Linked DNA regions of Mus musculus: region 2 is linked to region 1. Evidence: chromatin contacts called from public Hi-C data. All regions are on one chromosome and are shown on one strand. The core of a region is the stretch at or near the end of the contact, and the rest is flanking DNA. Distances in the headings are between cores, read along the strand shown. Region 1 has its middle 7.3 kb from the start of Gm32121. Region 2 has its middle 130 kb from the start of Nr1d2.

Region 1 (5,554 bases), core at 2,227-4,726:
TGTCTTTTTAAGTGTTTTACATATTGAAATTCACCCTATATGCAAACAAAACCTCCCATGAAAGCCTTCCTAATAGTTCACACCCTAAACAGCTCCATTTGTTCTCTATATACCTACAAAAAGACCTTTTAGATAGTGTGGGGAAAACTCTGGCTAAAAGTGACTGTCCTTTTTTCACCCCAAGCTAGACACAATCCTTTGCATTAGTCCTCATATCCTCTGGTTCCCTTCCTTGGATGCTCATAGAAATCATTACACCAGTTTAGTCTCCCAAAGTTCTGAGGTGCTTCCTTCCATAGTCAAGGTAGCCCCACCTACTGTTTGGGCAGGACATTGGTATAAGAGCTATGCACAGCAGATATCACAGGATATGCAGGAATATTTTAAGAGTGAATTAGAGCATTTTTTCTCAAAATGAATTGAGATATATTCTTGCTCATTTTGTATTGAAGATATATAATTTTCTTGTCAACAAAACAAGTAGGTAAGAGTATATTTTATCAAGCTTATAGCAAGATAAATTCATAGACAATGTCTAGCCATTAACCTCAGTCTGTTGAGAAGTCCTCTAAGCAAAGCTGAGCTAAAGTGACCCCTTTCCAAGTAAAAAACCTTGAATAAATTCCTGACAATTTTTGTTACATTCTATTTTTTCATAGAATAAGGCACGGTTTTAAAAATGAGACCAGATCCTATCATAGTTCTGACACAAAGTGTATTTGTCAGATTCTCTTTGTGGGAGAATTCACCAGGGTTCTCTAGCCATGGATCTACAGTTTAGAAAACTGATAGTTCAATATGAATCTGTGAAGAATCTGAGATTTCACCAACAAGAGCATCTCTTATAGGATCCTATACTTAACTTGACAGACGCCTGGGAGAGTCAGGTGACAGGAGCCAGAGAGGAAGACAAGCTCCCATGCTCTGTCACCTTCCTAGTCCCTGACTCCCCCAGAGAGGGGGCAAGTGCCAGTTTATGATTATATGGACTACATGATAGGAGAACTCAGAAAATCAAGGAACCCCAATATTTTATGGAGTTGTTGGTAGATCTCCTTGCCTCATCTAGGGGATAAAAGGAGGGAGGGAAAAAGAAAGGGAGGGAGATTGAGGAGAGGGACAGGGAAGGAGGGCAAAGTAGGAACATAGGAGAACCCTGCTATTTGGATGTTTCCAAATCTCTCTCTAGCTCTCAAGGCTGGAAGTGGAGCAACCTTGTCTTTGGTTTATAAGATCTGTGCCACTGGGGGGCAGAGAGTAATAGACAGAGAATTGTTTAGTAATACTGGCTTGCCATTCTAGAAACTCTGGCTCAGCAGAAGTTGCTATAGAGTGACAGGGTTTACGTTAAAGTCAAATTATTAAAAAATAAAAATAAAAAAATAAAAGAACAATGTAGTGTAGGTGATATCAACTTACAATAAAGCAGTAGCTGCAACCAATGAAAAAATTGCCAGCCTGCATTACAGTTGACATTGAAGGTACAGCATGGAGAGAGGAAGGAGAGAAGATACATTGTGAATTCTCACTAATGTTCTGCAAAGGATTTAATCACTATGAGTCATTACTTTTCACAGTACAGGTGCTGTGATAAGATTGTGTCACTGGTGTTGGCTTAAATAAACTATTTCCCTCAGGGATGGAGGCAGAGACTCACAAGATCCAGAGGACTTCTGGTCTCTGACGTTTTTTTGAGGAAGGCACAAATCTCATCATGGTTGCTCCATCTTCATAATGCAACCTAAATCTAGTTAGTCCCAGATTAAAGCTTTAATGTATGAGCTTTGTGGAACACATGTATTAGGCCCACATATTTTGATATATAATTTTTACTGGAAATGATGAGTATAATATACCACATTTGAACCTTTGGGTTTCTGCCAAAGAAATTGTTGTTGGTTATTTCTGCCATTCAAGTGGCATAAAATGCTTTCCCTGATGTGGACCCTCCTCTGTAAACTTTGTATACATTTTGTATACTTTGTAAACTTTGTAAACCCTCAAGACAGAATAGTGACCAGGCCTCTGCCTAAAGCTCTCCTTCAGCCAGGCTCTTCCCCAAGACCTCCCTAACTGCCACAATAGCTCTTTCATTCTCTGTAAGTGTCACAAAGGTTATGGCCAATAGCCTCAATAAGGCACTCCCCAGATTATGCTAATTTTATTAGCTATCAAAGTGTGTAAGAGCGTGCACTCTTACACACACACACATACACATAAATTATGAATTTAGTATTGCAGAGAAGGAATGAATACAAAAGACTTGGTATTGCATAAAAAATTATTTTAAAATATTTTACATAGACTTATGTTAGCTTGTCCCTTTCGCTTTTCCTCCTGATGATACTGTTGGAAGATCTTTCCCTTGTCCTATCACTACTGGGCCTCAATCAGAAGAACTCAGGTCACAAAGAGTGCTGTCTGGGCCAGAGATGATTGCCTGGGTAGACATATAGAGATAATTTAAACCTAAATATGTAACACATTTTATTTGTTCTACTTAATTATGAGAAAAGGAAGAAAGCTATTTTAGAAGAGAGATGGTTGCAGCAGAGGTGCTAAACTTCTTATAAAATTCACAGTAACATTGTAAGAAACGGATATAGGATCTTAGTAAAACAACTATGCAATTCAAAGTATTCCAGCAAGGTAAATAGCTCTCAGAATAGCAGAAGGGAGCAAACAAACACCCCTACAGAGGGTTTTTATTCCTAAAGCTAGGAAGTCTCCTGTGTCACATTGAGTAGAGGAATATGACTTCACATTCTTATGCTACTGGGTAATACAGTTTACAGGGAGACAGTAAACTTCAGCATATATTTTTATTCAACATCAGAGGAATTTGAGTTCCTGCCAAGTGGCTTCTTTACAATTATTGTCCGAGTGAAGTTTTACTTATTTAAATCTTTGGAAGAAAAGGCAGTGCATTTTGTTTAGGTTTACTACACATGCTCACACAGTGGGTCTTCCTGAAGGCTCTGTAAGGGAACACTTATAGAGTGTGGCCTTAGGGGTATTCTGTGTAAATTGGTTCTTCATGGACCTGTGAAGCTGTCCTCAGTCTGGACAATCAGCAAACTCTGATAAAGCCCCAACTCTCTACCATGCATTACACAAGGAACTGAGGCAAGCCCTGTCACCAGGAAGAGCTCACATGCTAGAGCTCATTTACTACTGTGCAAGTAACAAAGAGGAAGGAATAGTGCTAAGACATGATGAGAGCCTGCAGGGGCTGGGATAGCAGCAGTGTAGGAGAGATCCAATGTAATGGGCTATGGAGGGTAAGATTGCCTCAGACAAAAAGAGATTTTGTCAAAGAGTAAACGAGAGATCAAAACACTTAGGAAAGTTCAGTGGGTCTAAGGTATGAGAACTGAGAACAAGTGGTCATGTGACGAAGTTACAGAGCCGCATAAGCACTGAAGTCCAGGAAGTGCTGAGTCATGACATGTTGCAAACAGATGAGCATTTTGCAATTGTTTTTCTCACGGTGTGAAAAGTTTGGTCTCTCTTAGATCACTGCAGAAGCCAGCTATGGGGTGAGAATAAGTGTCTGCTCATCTATACAGAAGTATCATCTATACGGAAGTATCATCTATATGGAAGTATCATCTATACGGAAGTATCATCTATACGGAAGTATCATCTATACGGAAGTATCATCTATATGGAAGTATCATCTATATGGAAGTATCATCTATATGGAAGTATCATCTATATGGAAGTATACAGAGTATCTTCTACAGAAGACATTCAGGGAAGGGGGAACAAGGGTCTAGGCTGCCACCATGGCCCAGTCCAGCCTGGTCCAGATAGGAGGTCTTGAGACTGGAATGTGACCAGCTGCCCAGAAGGCACTAGGTGCTCCTATTTGGGTTGTCCATGGCTCATGAGCTCTCCCTGAGGGATGAACTTCCACATGCATCCAGTGCTAAACATCTGCAGGAAGCCCCTCTTGGCCAAGAGCAGTTCTCTGGAAGTAGCTCATGAGCAAGTCAGAAGTAAATCCCAGAGATGCTGAATGAGAGCACAAAAGAACTTCAGGAAACCTGGCAGAGCACTGGGATTATCCTCACTGCCCGGAAAGATGGACAGACAAGGTGTGCTAGCCAAGGTACAGCAGTGCGTACAAAACACTACAGTAACAATTTAAGACCCTGGCAAGCCTTAGCTTACTGGGGACTCCCTGAGTGAACAACACAGAGCCAGGAATCAATGCAAAAAGCAAGAAGAATTTGTTGTTCCAACATGTTGGGGTCGAACATGGAGAGAGAGGACAACCACAAGCAACCTTTATACAGTTCTCCAGGAAGCAGCCATTAGGCACAATGTGATTGGCAGAGCAGTGTGACTTTTAAACTGATTGGTCTATAGGGAATGAGGTAGGTGGCCAAAGGTCTTGGAATGTGTCTACCCCTACCCGCAGGTGGCCGGTGGTCAGTCCCTCCTCCCTGTGGTCTGAGGAATGTAATTAGCCCCTCCCTTCCAGAGGGGAGGGGTGCCTATGTTCTTTATGACCATTTGTTTCCAGGAGGGAAGGGGTCTGGTATAAAGTTCCTTGAGATGCCAAAGCTTTTAAATTCAGACTCCACTTTAGAGAACCTGACCTAACTTTGAACTCAGGTAGACTAACAGGTTGGTATCTAGCATTAGTTTCCAAATTGCCACCAACAAAAGCTGAGCCTAGCTCCAGTATCTAAGCTAATCCTCAACAAAAGCAGATTTTCTAGGTTACACCACCAACAAGACCAGTGTCTCTTGGCCCCCAACAAACCTGCACTCCAGGTTACAAGCCCACCCCTTGAATAATGACCACCAAAGCAGAGGGGAGCAGAAGTTAAGTTTATGATATGACTCCCAGAACCAGCCAGTTATGTTAAAGGCCACAGCAGCTTTCTAATTAGATGCTTGCACGCATATTCCCTGTTTCCTGATTACTAGAAAGCCTTGCCCCGTAGACCTTTGCGTCTTCTCCACCACCAAACCCATCCTGCATGATGGTGGTGCATTGAGGGAGTCTGAGCTAGCTGGAATAGAATAAAGACATTGCTGTGAGCATCAGAATGGCTCCTATGTGTTTTGGGGGATCACGAACATTTCCGTGGCACAACAACCTCTTCAACATAAGCTCAAATAATTATGGACAGTGTTTAAGAAGAAAGGCACCTATAGCCAAGAATATGCTCTACTCTATAAAACACATGTAAAATTTAGAGTAACACTGTGGGAGCATCCCCAGACTTTGAACTGATGCACAAACCAATGGAAATGCTTCCAGTGCGAAGACAGAGCCCAGACTAGGATGGAGCTGAAGAAAAAAAAAAATGTGTGAAGCATCCATTGGCCAGTAAGGAGCTTAGCTACTGGGTTTTAGTTAATTAATTCTTGATACATGGCCTCACCAGCCCTGTCTAGACTGGAATTCTCCATGTAAGCATCGCCAGCCTATAACTCACAGAGATCTGCCTACCTCTCCTTTGCTGAGATTAGAGGTGAGTGCTGTTTGGTTGTTGTTGTTGTTGTTGTTGTTGTTGTTGTTGTTTTAATGAGTCTC
Region 2 (4,815 bases), core at 1,395-3,894, 690 kb before region 1:
CTGCCCCTCCCATCCTCTTCTCCCCTGTTTCTCTTCAGAAAAGTGCAGGTCTCCTGTGGATATCAACCAACCATGGCATATAAAGTCTCAGTAACACTAAGCTCCTCCTCTTGAATTTGAGGCTAGATGAGGCAACCCAGTAGGAGGAAAGGGCCCCTAAAGCAAGCAAAAGATTCACAGACAGCCCCCATTCTCATTGTTAGGAATCCCACAGGAAGATCAAGGTACACAACTGTAGCATATATGCAGAGGGCCTAGGTCATCCCAGGCAGGCTTCTTTGTTGTCAGTTGTTCAGTCTCTGTGAACCACTATGTGCCTAGGTTGGTTGATTCTTTGGGTTTTCTTGGGGTGTCCTTGAACCCTCTGGTTTCTACAACCTTTCTTCCCCCACTTCAGCAGAATTCCTTGAGACCCACCTAATATTTGGCTGTAGGTTTCTGCATCTGTTTCCATCCATTATGGGATAAAGCCTCTCTGATGACAATTGGGTCAGCCATCAATCTACGAGTATATCAGAATATCATTAGGAATCACTTCCTAACCTAGGTTTCTGGGCTATCTAGCCTCTGGGACCTGACCCTCCAGACAGTGTCAGGAGTGGACTCCCTTTTATGGCATGTGTCTCAAGCTGGACCAGCCATTGTTTGGCCATGAGGCAAGTTCTTTAAAGACCTAAAACTGTCAGTCCTCCTGCCTCAAGTTCTACAGTGTGGGCTATCACACCCAGCTTTTAACATGCACACCAGTTGCTACAATTATTTCAAAAATCCTGAAAGTCTTTGAAATACTTCCAAATCTGCAAGTGTTTTTCACTTATGCCACTGGCACAGTATCACCAGTGCCACAGTATATCATGAGAGTATGGAACAGGGAACAAGACACAGCCACAATCATGATGTCTGTGGGGCTTACCTCTGATCTGTACCCATTTTGTTTTCTGGAAGATGCAAATGCCAACCCAAAGATATTTTCCCAGAAGGATGGACCAGCATTTTGACTCAGAACAAAGCAGAAACAGGGAGCAAAGCCAACCACAAAAAATAACATTCTCACTGGAGATTGAGTTCCAAAAATAGCTTCAGTAGCCGAAGATTGCAAATGATTGCAAGAAAAACATGTATCCAGGCTCAGCTTGGGCTGTTCCCCATGTTTAGGAGAACTCAGACTTGGGGCCCAAGTTGTAGGCATGTGGGCATAATGGATGCCATGGAGACGCTCTGTTCAGAAACATTAAAAATAATCCACTTCCTTAGAACTAAACACCAACCCAAGCCAACAGGAGTGCTTGGTGAGGGACAGAAATAGCTTCTCCACTCCTCAGGGCTTTCTTCCTCTCCCTTTTCATTAGTCTCCATCTTCACAGATCACCTCATCTATTTACTTAAAATGGGATTTCAGACGACAAGCAGCTCAGCCTCCCCAGCTTGCACAGCCCCCACCCCAAGAAAGTGGGGATTATATAACTTGTTTTCAATTGTGCAGACAGTGGAAGATTCACATGTTCAGGCTGGTGAGCTTCCTGGACAGAATTTTAAAGTGTTTATCTGAAGTTTATCCAGACAGGAAGCCCAGCTGAAAGCAGAAAGGAGCCAGGCTCCTAGGCTGAGAGACCCACTTGGCCAGGGTAGATCTGGGCTAAGACACTCCCTAGGAGGCACAACAGGAAGGCCAGGGGCCTCTGTTTGACTTAGGATGCCCCTGATGTAGGTGATAATATCAGGAATGCTTACTGGTTCCTGTGACTATGTGGTAAGCTACCCTGGCACTGCCAGGTCCAGACACTTTGGGGCTCAGGGTCCTGATGAATCTGGAAAGAGCTAAGTAGAATTGTCACCACCTGAAGGCTCTTCTGGGCTTTGATGAGACAGGCTGTTGACCTACCTGTTGCTGGGGCCCTGCCTGATTTGCTACTGAATATCCCGTGCATCTGTCTAGCATGGCATTCTGGTGGGTCAGCCTGTCACATGGGAGCTGACTCCTTGGTAAAGATTCATAAGAAAACTGGCAGACGTGAGTGGTTTTTCTGATCTGGTCTCTTGAGCATACAATGGTTGTGTCAAAGCAGTCCCAGTCCATTGGCACTCAATGGGAGAAGACACGGTAGGGGGTCATGAAAAACCACAGTATGAGACATATATACTCACTTTCTCCCATATAACCTCATAAGACATATTATACTACTATAACTCTCTATGTTTTATAGTGGAGAAGATGTAGATTCAGAGCAATTAAGTATCTTGCTTTAGGTCACATAGCTAATAGATGCTTGGGACAGTATGTAAACCCAAAGCTGTCTGTCTCCACGTATCTGGTACTACTTCACAGCTGCAAGGTGTTTTAAAGTTGGTCATGGCAGCTGTTTTCAGCATTTAGGAAACTTTACTCATCATAGAATGCTAATACATGAAGTGTCTATCAGATATTCTGCCAGCCTCTTCAAAACCCGGGCACTGGTCTCAGGGTGAAGTCGAGTTAGTTAGAGAAGCATTTTGGGTAAAGATTCAGTTGCTTATCTGCAGATGAGGTCTGGGCTACTACTCAGTTAGCCTGCATGATTGTAGAGACTTTTCCAAGACTGAGCAAACAAGAAACAGATGGGCCATTATAGGAGTTGAGAGCTGGTCATTAGCCAGGCAGTGCAGGCTGAACTTCTTGCCTGTCTGGACACATGGAGCCACAGAGAGGGATGTGGAGACTCTGTGGTTGAGATAGATGCTGTCCCTCATTATCCCAGCTGGGCAAAATAAAGTGTGTGTGTGTGGGGGAAGCAGTGTGTGTGTGTGTGTGTGTGTGTGTGTGTGTGTGTGTGTGTGTGACCTCAACCAGAGCAGGGAGGCCAGGAGGCTCCACCTGGTGGAAGCTGAGATGGAGTTACAGACCCCAGGGGAGAAATTTCCATATTCTTCCTCAATTCTTTCTTCTCGTCTATGGACTTTTTTATTAGATATTTTCGTTATTTACATTTCAAATGTTATCCCCTTTTCTAGCTTCCCCTCCAAAATATCCCCTATCCATCCCCCCTCCCTGCTCACCAACCCATCCACTCCCACTTCCTGACCTTGGCAGTCTCCTATACTGGGGCATATAACCATTCACAGGACCAAGGGCCTCGTCTCCCATTGATAACCAACTATGCCATCCTCTGCTACAAATGCAGCTAGAGCTATGAGTCCCACCATATGTTTTCTTTGGTTGGTGGTTTGGTCCCAGGGAGCTCTGGAGATACTGGTAAGATCAAGAATTAGCAAATGGAATCTCATAAAATTGCATAACTTCTGTAAGGCAAAGGACACTGTCAGTGAGACAAAAAGGCAACCAACAGATTGGGAAAAGATCACCATTCCTACATCCGATAGAGGGCTAATATCTAATATATATAAAGAACCCAAGAAGTTAGACTCCAGAAAACCAAGTAACCACATTAAAAAATGGGGTACAGAGCTAAACAAAGAATTCTCAACTGAGGAATACTGAATGGCTGAGGAGCACCTAAAAAAATGTTCAACATCCTTAGTCATCAGAGAAATGCAAATCAAAACAACCCTGAGATTCCACCTCACACCAGTTAGAATGGCTAAGATCAAAAACTCAGGTGATAGTAGATGCTGGTGAGGATGTGGAGAAAGAAGAACACTCCTCCATTGCTGGTGGGATTGCAAGCTGGTTCAGCACTATGGAAATAAGTTTGGTGGTTCCTCAGAAAATTGGACGTAGCACTACAGGAGGAACCAACTATACCACTCCGGAAAAACACAGAAGATGCTCCAACATGTAATAAGGACACATGCTCCACTATGTTCATGGAATATTTTAGAAAGAGACCTAGACCAGAAGATAGGTGAACTAGGGCAGAATTCCTACCTTATACAGGAGTCAAGGGAAATTGTTGACATTACATAGAGAATCATCTAGTTGTCAGGCATAGCCACAGTTCATGTAGAACTCTGTCTCTCTACCTGTTCTTTCCTCTTTTCTGTAAGGGTGGCTTTTGGGATGGGACCACTTTTTCTCTGACTCCCTTGAAGCTAGGTTGGCCAGCAGGATACTTGAGGCTTTCAGGTTCTATCTCTAAGATGACAACTTGATTTTTTCCCCCTCCTTTTCCACAACAAGGAGATGGTGGCTGTTGGAGCAGACATCTCAGACAGAGATGGAAGCTACTGATGCAATCTTACTAGCTTATTCCCTTTGCTAATATAACAGGGTAGCTTTTAAATGGTGTCCCTGTGAAGAAGCAAGAGTGCTGTCAGAACAGGTCTTCAGGAGGTCTGCCTGGTAAAGATTAGGTAGAATGGCTTTGTCACCTGTTACTAAAACTCATAGAAAAAGTTGGTAAAAGAGCCCAGCTTCTTCTACTCTTGTTTCTAGAGTGTCTCTGGCTGGAAAAGAAAAAAAAAAGCCTGGATTAGTGTTGCCAGAAAAAATATAGTTGACCCAGTATTACTTACATTTCTGACATGCAGTTTTTCTTTAAGTATAACTATTTTGTGTGCTATTTGGCATGTTTGTGCACTTTTTTCTCAGTTAAATTAATTCACATTTAACTGAGGCATCTTGTACTTTTATTTGCTAAGTCTCCCACCAAGATACAAGTCTCTGCTGGACTTGAGGAGTTAAACTTATTTGAAAACTGGTTCTTTAGGGAGTAAAATACCCATGAAAGGAGTTACAGAGACAAAGTTTGGAGCTACGACGAAAGGATGGACTATCCAGAGATTACCCCACTCGGGGATCCATCCCATAATCTGCCACCAAACCCAAACACTATTGCATATGCCAGCAAGATTTTGCTGAAGGGACCCTGATGTCTCGTA

What was found. A called contact is a pair of places that touch in the nucleus more often than the background predicts.
Region 2: a contact with region 1 is called in a Hi-C map of uterus. The contact joins two enhancer-like sites. A contact is called at or near these places in 2 of 484 Hi-C or Micro-C datasets (both in uterus).

The regions. Positions count from the first base shown.
Region 1 is chr14:17,412,318-17,417,871 of GRCm38.p6, reverse strand. No RefSeq gene overlaps it. Among named protein-coding and RNA genes, the nearest start is that of Gm32121, 7.3 kb to the right of the region's middle. Within about 2 kb of position 3,476, at least 53 of the 459 cell types and tissues checked have an H3K27ac peak or open chromatin away from gene starts, as enhancers often do. A contact at or near this core is called in uterus, where this site is marked.
Region 2 is chr14:18,103,645-18,108,459 of GRCm38.p6, reverse strand. No RefSeq gene overlaps it. Among named protein-coding and RNA genes, the nearest start is that of Nr1d2, 130 kb to the left of the region's middle. Within about 2 kb of position 2,644, at least 11 of the 459 cell types and tissues checked have an H3K27ac peak or open chromatin away from gene starts, as enhancers often do. A contact at or near this core is called in uterus, where this site is marked.